Linked DNA regions of Danio rerio: regions 1 and 2 are each linked to region 3. The links are chromatin contacts, called in public Hi-C and Micro-C maps. All regions are on one chromosome and are shown on one strand. The core of a region is the stretch at or near the end of the contact, and the rest is flanking DNA. Distances in the headings are between cores, read along the strand shown. Region 1 overlaps zfand4 (zinc finger, AN1-type domain 4). Region 2 has its middle 14 kb from the start of vdac2. Region 3 overlaps marchf8 (membrane-associated ring finger (C3HC4) 8).

Region 1 (2,858 bases), core at 18-2,517, 170 kb before region 3:
CTCGTAAAATCTGACAAGTGTCTTCTTTAAAATAAGACCAAGCTTAAGTCTGCAATTAAAGTGTTGAAAATCATTTGCAGACATTTATTGAGCATCTCATTTTCACGTCTATGTTTATAAAATTGGGACTAACAGTTAAGGGCTTTAATTATTAACTGGGAAATGGTAGGAATTTCCATATGGGACAACACTAAATTCATACTCTACATAGTTGAGTCTATAAGTGCAGGGTTTATGGTGTGTCATTTGGGATGCATCTCATGTCATGTTGGAATAGGCGCTGTTTTGTAGCATATGGTGGACCAACAGCATTCGAGGAAAGTTGTCATGCGTTTTGGCTTATCTGTTTATATCAGGGGTGCTCAAACTCGGTCCTGGAGGGCTGGTGTCCTGCATAGTATAGCTCTAACTTCCTTCAACACACCTGCCTGGAAGTTTCTAGTGTACCTCAAAAGAGCTTGATTAACAGGCTCAGGTGTGTTTAATTGGGGTTGGAACTAAAATATGCAGGACACCAGCCCTCTAGGACCAAGTTTGGGTACCCCTGGTTTTTATCAAGCTAAAGCTACTCAAACAAGAAGACATCTAGGATAGGATTTGATTTTGTCCATAAGTCATCGATTGAATTGTTGTATTATGCGGTTTGCTATTGGTCGATCCCATGTGAGTGACAGTTGATCCCCCCTCAGACCCCTAAACATGATCAGAGATAAGAAGAGATGTTGTGCTTGAAGCTTATGAGGTGCTTAAATTCCAAAATGTACATCATTTGTAAAATAAAACACTGCAATTATGTTTATAAAAAATAAAAATTTAATTTTATGCCAACTTTAAGATTGTTTAAGATTACACAAATGGAGATTGTATAGTTTGACGGGCATGACTAGGCAAGTCATTTTCCAAATCTGGAAACAGTGGGCATGTTGGTCACACACACATACACTAACCGCTCTGACCACTTCAGGCTGTCTTCACACTCCTCGCTCGTCCTGTCTTGAAAACTACTCCTCAAGGGAATGGACACCAGTTTTGTGTTGCATGGGTGCGTTCTGGTGTCTTATTGCACTTTACACCTGATAAAGGCACGTCGATTGGCTTAATCACAGGCACTAAAAAATTTAGATGGTAACTAAGCTGAGTTTTATGTAATGTACAAGCATTTTGGCAGACTGAAGTTTGAACAACTATATTAACAAAGGAAAATGTTGTAAAGTTTTGAACATTATATATCCTGACCACTGGGATATTTGCTAGATTTAGAGCTGACATGGTTGTTGGTTTATTTGATGTACACAGGGGGGCAGATCTGAGTCGTGTTTGATCTGCTGGTGGCCTTTTTCTATGAGTATTTACTAAAATGATTGAACAGTTTCACTGCATTCATGGTTAAATGTTTCTAGAAGATCAGTGGTAAAGTATTGTTTGTGTTAGTAAGTATTTCTGATAATAGGGAGTAATATCATCAAAAAAGACTTAAAGAGCTAGGCCTACTTTAACTTGGTTAAAGTTTAATAAATATTCCTTTAAGACTCCTTATGCCTAAGAAACATTTGTTAGGTACAATTATAGATAGATCACAGGTTAAATATCATTGTTCTAACTTGTAGGCTGCAGATAAATAGACGACACACTTTTTTCCCCTTGTAATTAGCAAGGATGCATTAAATTGTGACAGCAAAAATGTTTTATTTTTATTTCTTCTTCTACTACTATTACTACTACTACTACTACTACTACTCTTACTACTACTACTACTACTACTACTCTTACTACTACTACTACTACTACTACTACTACTACTACTACTACTACTACTCTTACTACTACTACTACTACTACTACTCTTACTACTACTACTACTACTACAACTACTACTACTACTACTACTAATAATAATAATAATAATAATAATCGTATTAATTGTAACAAAATTAAATCAGATAATCCTGCAAAAAAGCTGTTTCCACAAAGTATTTAATAATAATATAAAAATATATTAAATAAAATAATAATAATAATAATAATTATTATTATTATAAATGTTTCTTGATCAGTAAATCATCATATTAGAATAATTTCTAAAATATCATGTGACACTGAAGTAGGGCTGCACAATATTGGAAAAATCTGACACTGCAATATTTTGTTTTGCTGCGATTTATATATTGTGATATGAATAAAATGTATGATAAGACATTCATATGAACATTTTGATGTTTTAAATAGCTCTATTTGGGAAATTTTTATTCATTTAGGTCAACTGGGATTATAAAGTCTTTTTCTATGCGGTGCATCTGCAAAAAGTACGCCTTAAAAATAACAAGCAAAAATAAATAAATAAACAGTGCTTTATGATTTTCTGAAGAGTCTAACAGTATTCAAGGTTAGAAATTGACAATCAATGTAAAATAACAGTCATATTATACAAATAGTTACATTTCCGGGTTTTTCAGTAGTGGAAGGCTTCACAGCTAGGTAAACTCAGATTGCAGTGAATGGGAGAGTACACCAAATATTTTTTTTACAATCTTATTTGTTTAAATAATAAAAGAAAAACTACTGGATGTTGTTGTTCAGAAAAAGGAAAAATAAATGTGGGAGACTGATAACCAAGGGAGTGAATAACGTCAAATAAATTTATACTCCGCCCTATAGACTATGCATTAGAAACACCTCACATAAGCGGTGAATCATTTTTTTTTTTTGTAATTTGAAGCAAAGATGATGCATGAAGATAAAAACGTATAAATGTTCATACAATTTTTAAAAACCTAATAAAATTTAAAACTTTCAAGGATTTAACATTATGATGATCGTTAAACATGTCATCTTGTAAAGAGGGTCCATTGCTTGTGGTT
Region 2 (3,105 bases), core at 511-3,010, 140 kb after region 3:
GAATTCAGGTTGTTAGAAAATGATCAAAATCCAATGTGGAGCCAACATCTTAAACCAACGACATATTGACATCAAATACTGACATTTATTCATCGGGTTTGGCAACCAAAATCCAATGTCTGATAGACGTCATCGTGGTAACGTCCACACAACGTCAAGCTGCAACATCATTAGATATTGATATTTTGTAGGATTTAGGTTAGACACTGGACATTGACGTCAACCCAATTTTCCAAACAAAATGCAACGTCTCCATGACTTTACGGTACAATGTCAATCTGACATCATGTTGACGTCTTGTGCCTATGGGTGTTTAAGGCCATTTCGGTCATCATACAGTAAACATCCATCATATTCTCATCAGTGACATGCATCTAAACAGTCTCTGGGTCAATGCGTGTAAAAATTTTTGACAATTTTTGGGCATTTTTTTAATGCTTCCAAACAGTTTGCAGTAATTAAAAAAAGTAAAAGTACACATTTTTAAATTACTTAGTAAATTACAACTCCTGTGAAAACTACTCAGTTACAGTAGCTTGAGTATTTGTAATTAGTTACTTCACACCACTGACCACATGACTGAACTGCAGTCTTGGTTTATCTGCTATTTCTCTCTGTAAAGCCTATAATGCATAATTCTAGACATCGGTTTTGTATAAAAAAGTCTTACCTCTGATTTATTTGGTGATGATGTCTGTGGGTATCACCATTCAAAATTAAAGCACTTTTTTATTTTATTGCTCAATGCCATAAATTAAAATAAGGATGCATGATAGCTGAGTGGGATTCTGCAAAATAAACACTCGCACGCGACTTGTTTTAGCTATTTTGGTCTGTTTAGAAACTTTGCCGTCGGAAAGCGAACCACACCAAGCACAAAAAGCAACATTGTAACAATTTTAATCCCTGTTTAGAAACAAAACAATCGATTAACTGGTGTGAAAGCCCCCTAAAAATACCTTATTTTGGAGCAGTAATCACAATAACGAGATATTTTCATGCAAGGATATCATACCGTCATAATCTTTTACTGGCCCATGCCTGTTATGGACTATGAAAAAAATGTGTTGGTTTATATTAATAGTCGTTACAACAATACAAAGTGTGAAACACTTTTGCGAAGCTTGAGAAAAATGTACATTTTGTAAAACATTTTTACCCATCATAAGACAATTATATATTAAAAACACTTTTACCAGTCCCAAAATAAAACAATGACAGATTTTTTAGGGAAAAGGAATGTATCATAAACCGGAAGTGATGCGGTGAAAGGTGGTGTTGTCGTTGGTGGTGAGCGCAGTAAATTCGTGTTGTTGAGTACATGCCGTAAATAAAATTTATGGTGACCGAGCATGGACTGAGGTCTAGGGATGTTTTGCAGCAAACACATAAGCAGCCTAACGCGTTTTTGCTTTACATGTGGTCGGTGTTTGGAGTTTCTAAAGGGCGCAGACTAGACATACTGCATCAATGTGTTCAATATGTTAGGGAATGCTTAAGAGATTGGCAGATTTGTCACTTTTTCACAGCAACAAAACATGCCCATACCAAATAAACATTATTACTTATTACTTGGTGTCAGTGTCGTTGTAAACATTATTGATTTTAATATGTGTAGCAGAAAAGTATATAATGACATGGGACATATGATCCCAAGTCAGAAAGTTCAGCATGAGTGTCGACCTATCTAACTGAGCTGTTCAAGACTACATGTTGAGTTCAGTTTTGATATCTTTATCAGTCAACATATGCTGTGCCTTGATTGTGGACTGTATCTACAAAGTCACACACGAGCCGATATTTTCCGGTGTAAAGAATCTGTCATTGTACATTTGTTTAAGGACTGGTAAAAGTGTTTTGCTCGTATATAATTGTGTCTTATGATAGGTAAAAAAGTTTTCCAAAATGTTGTTTTACACTTTTGCCTACATAGTCTTTGCCTTTATAATCAGAAAGAGCTTTATAGGGTGTATGCAGAGCTAGTGTTTCTTCCCTTACTGATAAACTTCTGGTGAATGATTAATGTGACTTTTTTCCATTTTATACGGTTCCTTTTACAGCATCGATGCTGTATTGTAATTAAAATACAATCAGTTAAATAGACTTTGGCATTTATTTAGTTACTCAATCGTAAAACAAAAAGCCTTTTTCTCGCACGCACCCGTAAGGATCGGCAGGCTAGCGCAATAGCTCCATTGAATATACTGGGGTAAAATAAATGTTCATATTTTAAAGACATGGTGAGGAAAAATGTAATTTAATGCAGTGCTGCATGTACAATCTGAGACTCACTTTATATCGGATATCAATCAGCAAGTGGAGATCACCGATTTTAAAAGAAAACAGAACTTAAACGCGTCACTTTTGTAATGGCATACAGTTTACTGAAAGCGCTTAACCCAAGTTACTGACAAATTAAAAGTCCTTCTGCATACTTGCGTATATACACTATTGCAAGGTATGTTCACACATATGAGGAATTTGTTTTCCTGACAGAGCATCTACAGTGGAACAGAATTACAGAGACAGAACAAAAAACAAATAATACATATATTTAAAAATACAAGTAAGTAGTGAATCCAAATATACAAGTGTACAAGGCATGTACAGGTATATAGTCATTTTTATTTGGTTCACACTTTACAATAATATTTCATTTCATCAATTATTGCATTTACTAACATTAAAAATATTTTTAGAGCATTTATTAATCATACTGCAGTAGGCTAATGCCTTAAAATCCAAATCAATGCTTGTTAGCAATGTTAATATGAACTTACAATGAACATGAACACATTTATAAACATAAAACACATTTATTAGCTAACATCAACAAATAATGTAATGAACGTGTTGTTCAGTGTTTGTACATGTTAGTAATTGCAATGACTAATACAACCTTATTGTCAAGTGTTATCTTTATTTTAATTGTTTGCATAGTTCCTAAAATAAAAAATTGTTTTAATTTAAAAGGTAAACTAAAGGAGTCGGTTCATTTCTAAAAACAACAACAACAACATAGTAATATAAACATTTTAGGGGCTTTTAGCAGCTGACTACTAACTCACAGCTCTGCAGCTCCCTTTTAAACATCGGATCTTCTGA
Region 3 (3,115 bases), core at 311-2,810:
TACTCACACTATGTACAGTTGCCTTAAACCGGGCCAAAGCACGCTTGTCCCCCCTCCCGTCTCCTCTGATGGCCCACACTCACATTATATTCGGGCCTGGGCACGCTTACGTCATCGATGATGCGCTGGTCAGAAGCGCTCTCGCTCAGCACAGTGGAGATTTCTCTAGTTATATCGTTTAAGTCGTTTGACATGCCGTGACACGCTGTGAAATATTTCACCGAACAGATCAGCCATTTTTGACGCTCATAAACAATCAAAGTCCTCGTGCTGCAGCAATTAGGAGGTTTGCTGAAGGGGTCAGCTGGGTGCAGGGTGGCTGCTGTCGTGCAGAGAGGGGTTTGCGTCTTTAATAAATTACGACAATTTGCGTTTATTGAACAAAAAGAATGATTAATAAACACATATGAAACAGTCCCTAAAAGTCACGTCTCCCTTTCAGTTTCAAAGCCCAAGTGAACCGCACTCACCTCTTCCAACCTGGCCAGGGCTGGTCAAGTGAACTGTGCCTGAGCTCGATTCAGAGCACTCACACTTCTCAAACAATCCGGGAAACGGGCCTGAGCACGGTTCGGATAGCATGGTGTGAGTACGCCCTAAGTTCACCATTTGACTGGATTGATTGGAAAAGCTATATTCACTTAACAGATGTGCTTGTAGCACAACAAGGACAATCTAAAAATAAAGAGATCGTTATCATTCATCTGTGGGATTGCAAATATTTTTATCATGATATTTATAGTTATAGTGCTCGGTGTGAACATGCCTTAACGGTCATGCACATCTATCAGGTGCATGTTTACATAAGAAAACAATGGAAGAGTTGCACATTAGAAGGGAAAAACAAGCTCTCTGTGAGTTGCCATTTAGCCTGTAGGGTGCTGCTTTTAGGAATTCAATATGGACACAAACACCAAAGCGAAGCAATAGAGATCCTGATTCCCTTCCAAATGTTACATTTTACTCAGTTGCTTCTTTCTATTCCTGTATTTTCTTGTCTGAACATTTTTGTGAAGTCTTTCCTCATACTAAAGTGCCCCGGGTCTCAGAATCTCACACATTTCACTGCATTTCTTATCATAAATAACAAAGTTTAATATAGGAACCGAAAGTCACTGATTTTGTTTTACAGTAAATGACTCTGGCTGATGGGAAGTGAGCCTAGCTATTTCCACCCTGGAGACACACTATTTAAGCCATTTTCATCTGTGTGGCCTTGAACCGATGGGCAATTCAGTCGCACATAATCGCTGCAGTTCCTTGCAGATTCTCCCCTGTGAGCCTCATGACTGATCTTAATTAATTACCCAATCTGGATCCTTAAAATGCAGTCTGCGGACTGTACTGAAACTCACATAGTCCCAACCCAGGCCTCTAGCTGAGTCAAAGTATTTATGTTTCTTGGTGTCTATATCTGTCATTATCTACTTGTACCGTAATGAGACATCAGTTAGTAAGCTGAGCCTTAGTTCTGATATGAGTCTACTGTAAAGTGTCGTTTCACTTTCATACAGCCTGAATCAGTCAGATGGACGAGTTTGCACAACTACAGTACGTGCCATTTCACTTCCTGCTGGAAAGTTAGCCTGTGAAAAGATTACTGGCAGAGCTCAGTTACAACATTTCAGACACAACATCACAGCACTTCTGAAGGACAGCGTGTACCGAACATTCTGACCTTTCTTCTTGGAGTTTTAATAAAGGTGCCTTAATTAATAAAGGTTAAGCAATATATTGTTTTTACTGATTAATCAGCACCAATAGTTGCCTTGTGGAGTACTGTGGGGTTAATTGTTTAATGGTATAGTGATTGATATCAGAGAAATTATTGGTTAACCTCTATAAATGACTTGTGCTTCAGATGTTGGCCCCAGTCGTGAGATGATATTGTAATGGTGTCCCAAAAATTCTCCAGACTATTAATCATGTTCACAGAAAGGTTAGTAATGAACATTTATACACAAGTATTTTTTTGTGTATAAAGCATCTGTTTTGAGAGAAATGCTTCTAATATGATAAGTGAACAACCCATACAGCTTTACCTTGACATTTCCTCGAGAATGACGTAAATTTCAACTTTCTGTCATACATCATTGGAGTACCATTGGTACCCTTTGGCAGTGGAGACACAAGTCTGATAAAGGTGACCTGTACTGAACCATACCGTACCGTACCACTCAGTGGAAATGGGCAAATAGTTGACCTTCTTGACACTTGTTTTGACATTTTCAGATTTTCACAGAGATAACATTGTAGTCCTCCTTTGAATCTGAACTATGCTGATGCATAGGCATTTTGTACACTCTCATTTGAATTTAATGTTACAGTCACCAAAATGGCATATTTCGGATTGAAGCTGTCAATGGGACAGTTACATAGAGTTATCAAAAATTCATCCCAGGCTCTTTCTAAAAATGTACCTCTATATACATTTCTGAAGAGCACCAAAAACATCCCATACCTCAAATTTCTCTCGCAAGTACCATTCGTACATAGGCATGGGACGATAACCGTTTTCATGGTATATCGCTGTTTGGAAAAGTCAAAGTTTCAAAACCGCCAAAATTTTCTGTAATAGCGTTCCTAAGATATGTGTAAGATTTTTTATTTAATTCTTTTTTTGTTTTAAAAAAAAAAAAAATATATATATATATATATATATATATATATATATATATATATATATATATATATATATATATATATATATATATATATATATATCAAAACCATTATAAATTGTAAAGAAATCAGTGTTTTAAACTAATGACGACAGCAGAAGTCAATGATTTCAATTAGATTATTTAGCCTGACATGTTTACTGCTCCAAAATATATAAAAAAAAAAAAAAAGGTTGTGGTCAAAGGGGTTTAGATGTTTAGTTTTTTTACCCAGACAATTAAATTGAATATATTTTAGAGCAGTGAGCACAATACTGTCATATTGTATACTTGAGATATTTTCACCCAAGGTTATCATACCGTCAGAATCTTATACCGGTCCATGCCTATTCGCACCTGCTGTGCCAGAGACCGCTGTTTCAACTATTTGACTGACTGACCAATCAACTGACCCTCCCTCTCCTTCCCTAAACCCAACCAATAGTTTTTTCAAA

The links. A called contact is a pair of places that touch in the nucleus more often than the background predicts.
Region 1: a Micro-C map of caudal fin shows a contact between it and region 3, with 5 times the contacts expected there. The contact joins two enhancer-like sites. A contact is called at or near these places in 1 of 18 Hi-C or Micro-C datasets (caudal fin) and 1 of 4 datasets of contacts at active chromatin or transcription factors (caudal fin).
Region 2: a Hi-C map of an unstated tissue shows a contact between it and region 3, with 2.0 times the contacts expected there. The contact joins two enhancer-like sites. A contact is called at or near these places in 3 of 18 Hi-C or Micro-C datasets (caudal fin, hematopoietic stem cells and an unstated tissue).

Annotation. Positions count from the first base shown.
Region 1 is chr13:20,041,265-20,044,122 of GRCz12tu, reverse strand. The region is part of intron 2 of zfand4 (zinc finger, AN1-type domain 4); the gene reads left to right. Among named protein-coding and RNA genes, the nearest start is that of zfand4, 13 kb to the left of the region's middle. Within about 2 kb of position 1,267, at least 6 of the 62 cell types and tissues checked have an H3K27ac peak or open chromatin away from gene starts, as enhancers often do. A contact at or near this core is called in caudal fin, where this site is marked.
Region 2 is chr13:19,727,851-19,730,955 of GRCz12tu, reverse strand. It overlaps a transcript of vdac2 not described here. Among named protein-coding and RNA genes, the nearest start is that of vdac2, 14 kb to the right of the region's middle. Within about 2 kb of position 1,760, at least 5 of the 62 cell types and tissues checked have an H3K27ac peak or open chromatin away from gene starts, as enhancers often do.
Region 3 is chr13:19,867,801-19,870,915 of GRCz12tu, reverse strand. The region is part of intron 2 of marchf8 (membrane-associated ring finger (C3HC4) 8); the gene reads left to right. It also overlaps a transcript of vdac2 not described here. Among named protein-coding and RNA genes, the nearest start is that of marchf8, 130 kb to the left of the region's middle. Within about 2 kb of position 1,560, at least 9 of the 62 cell types and tissues checked have an H3K27ac peak or open chromatin away from gene starts, as enhancers often do. A contact at or near this core is called in caudal fin, where this site is marked.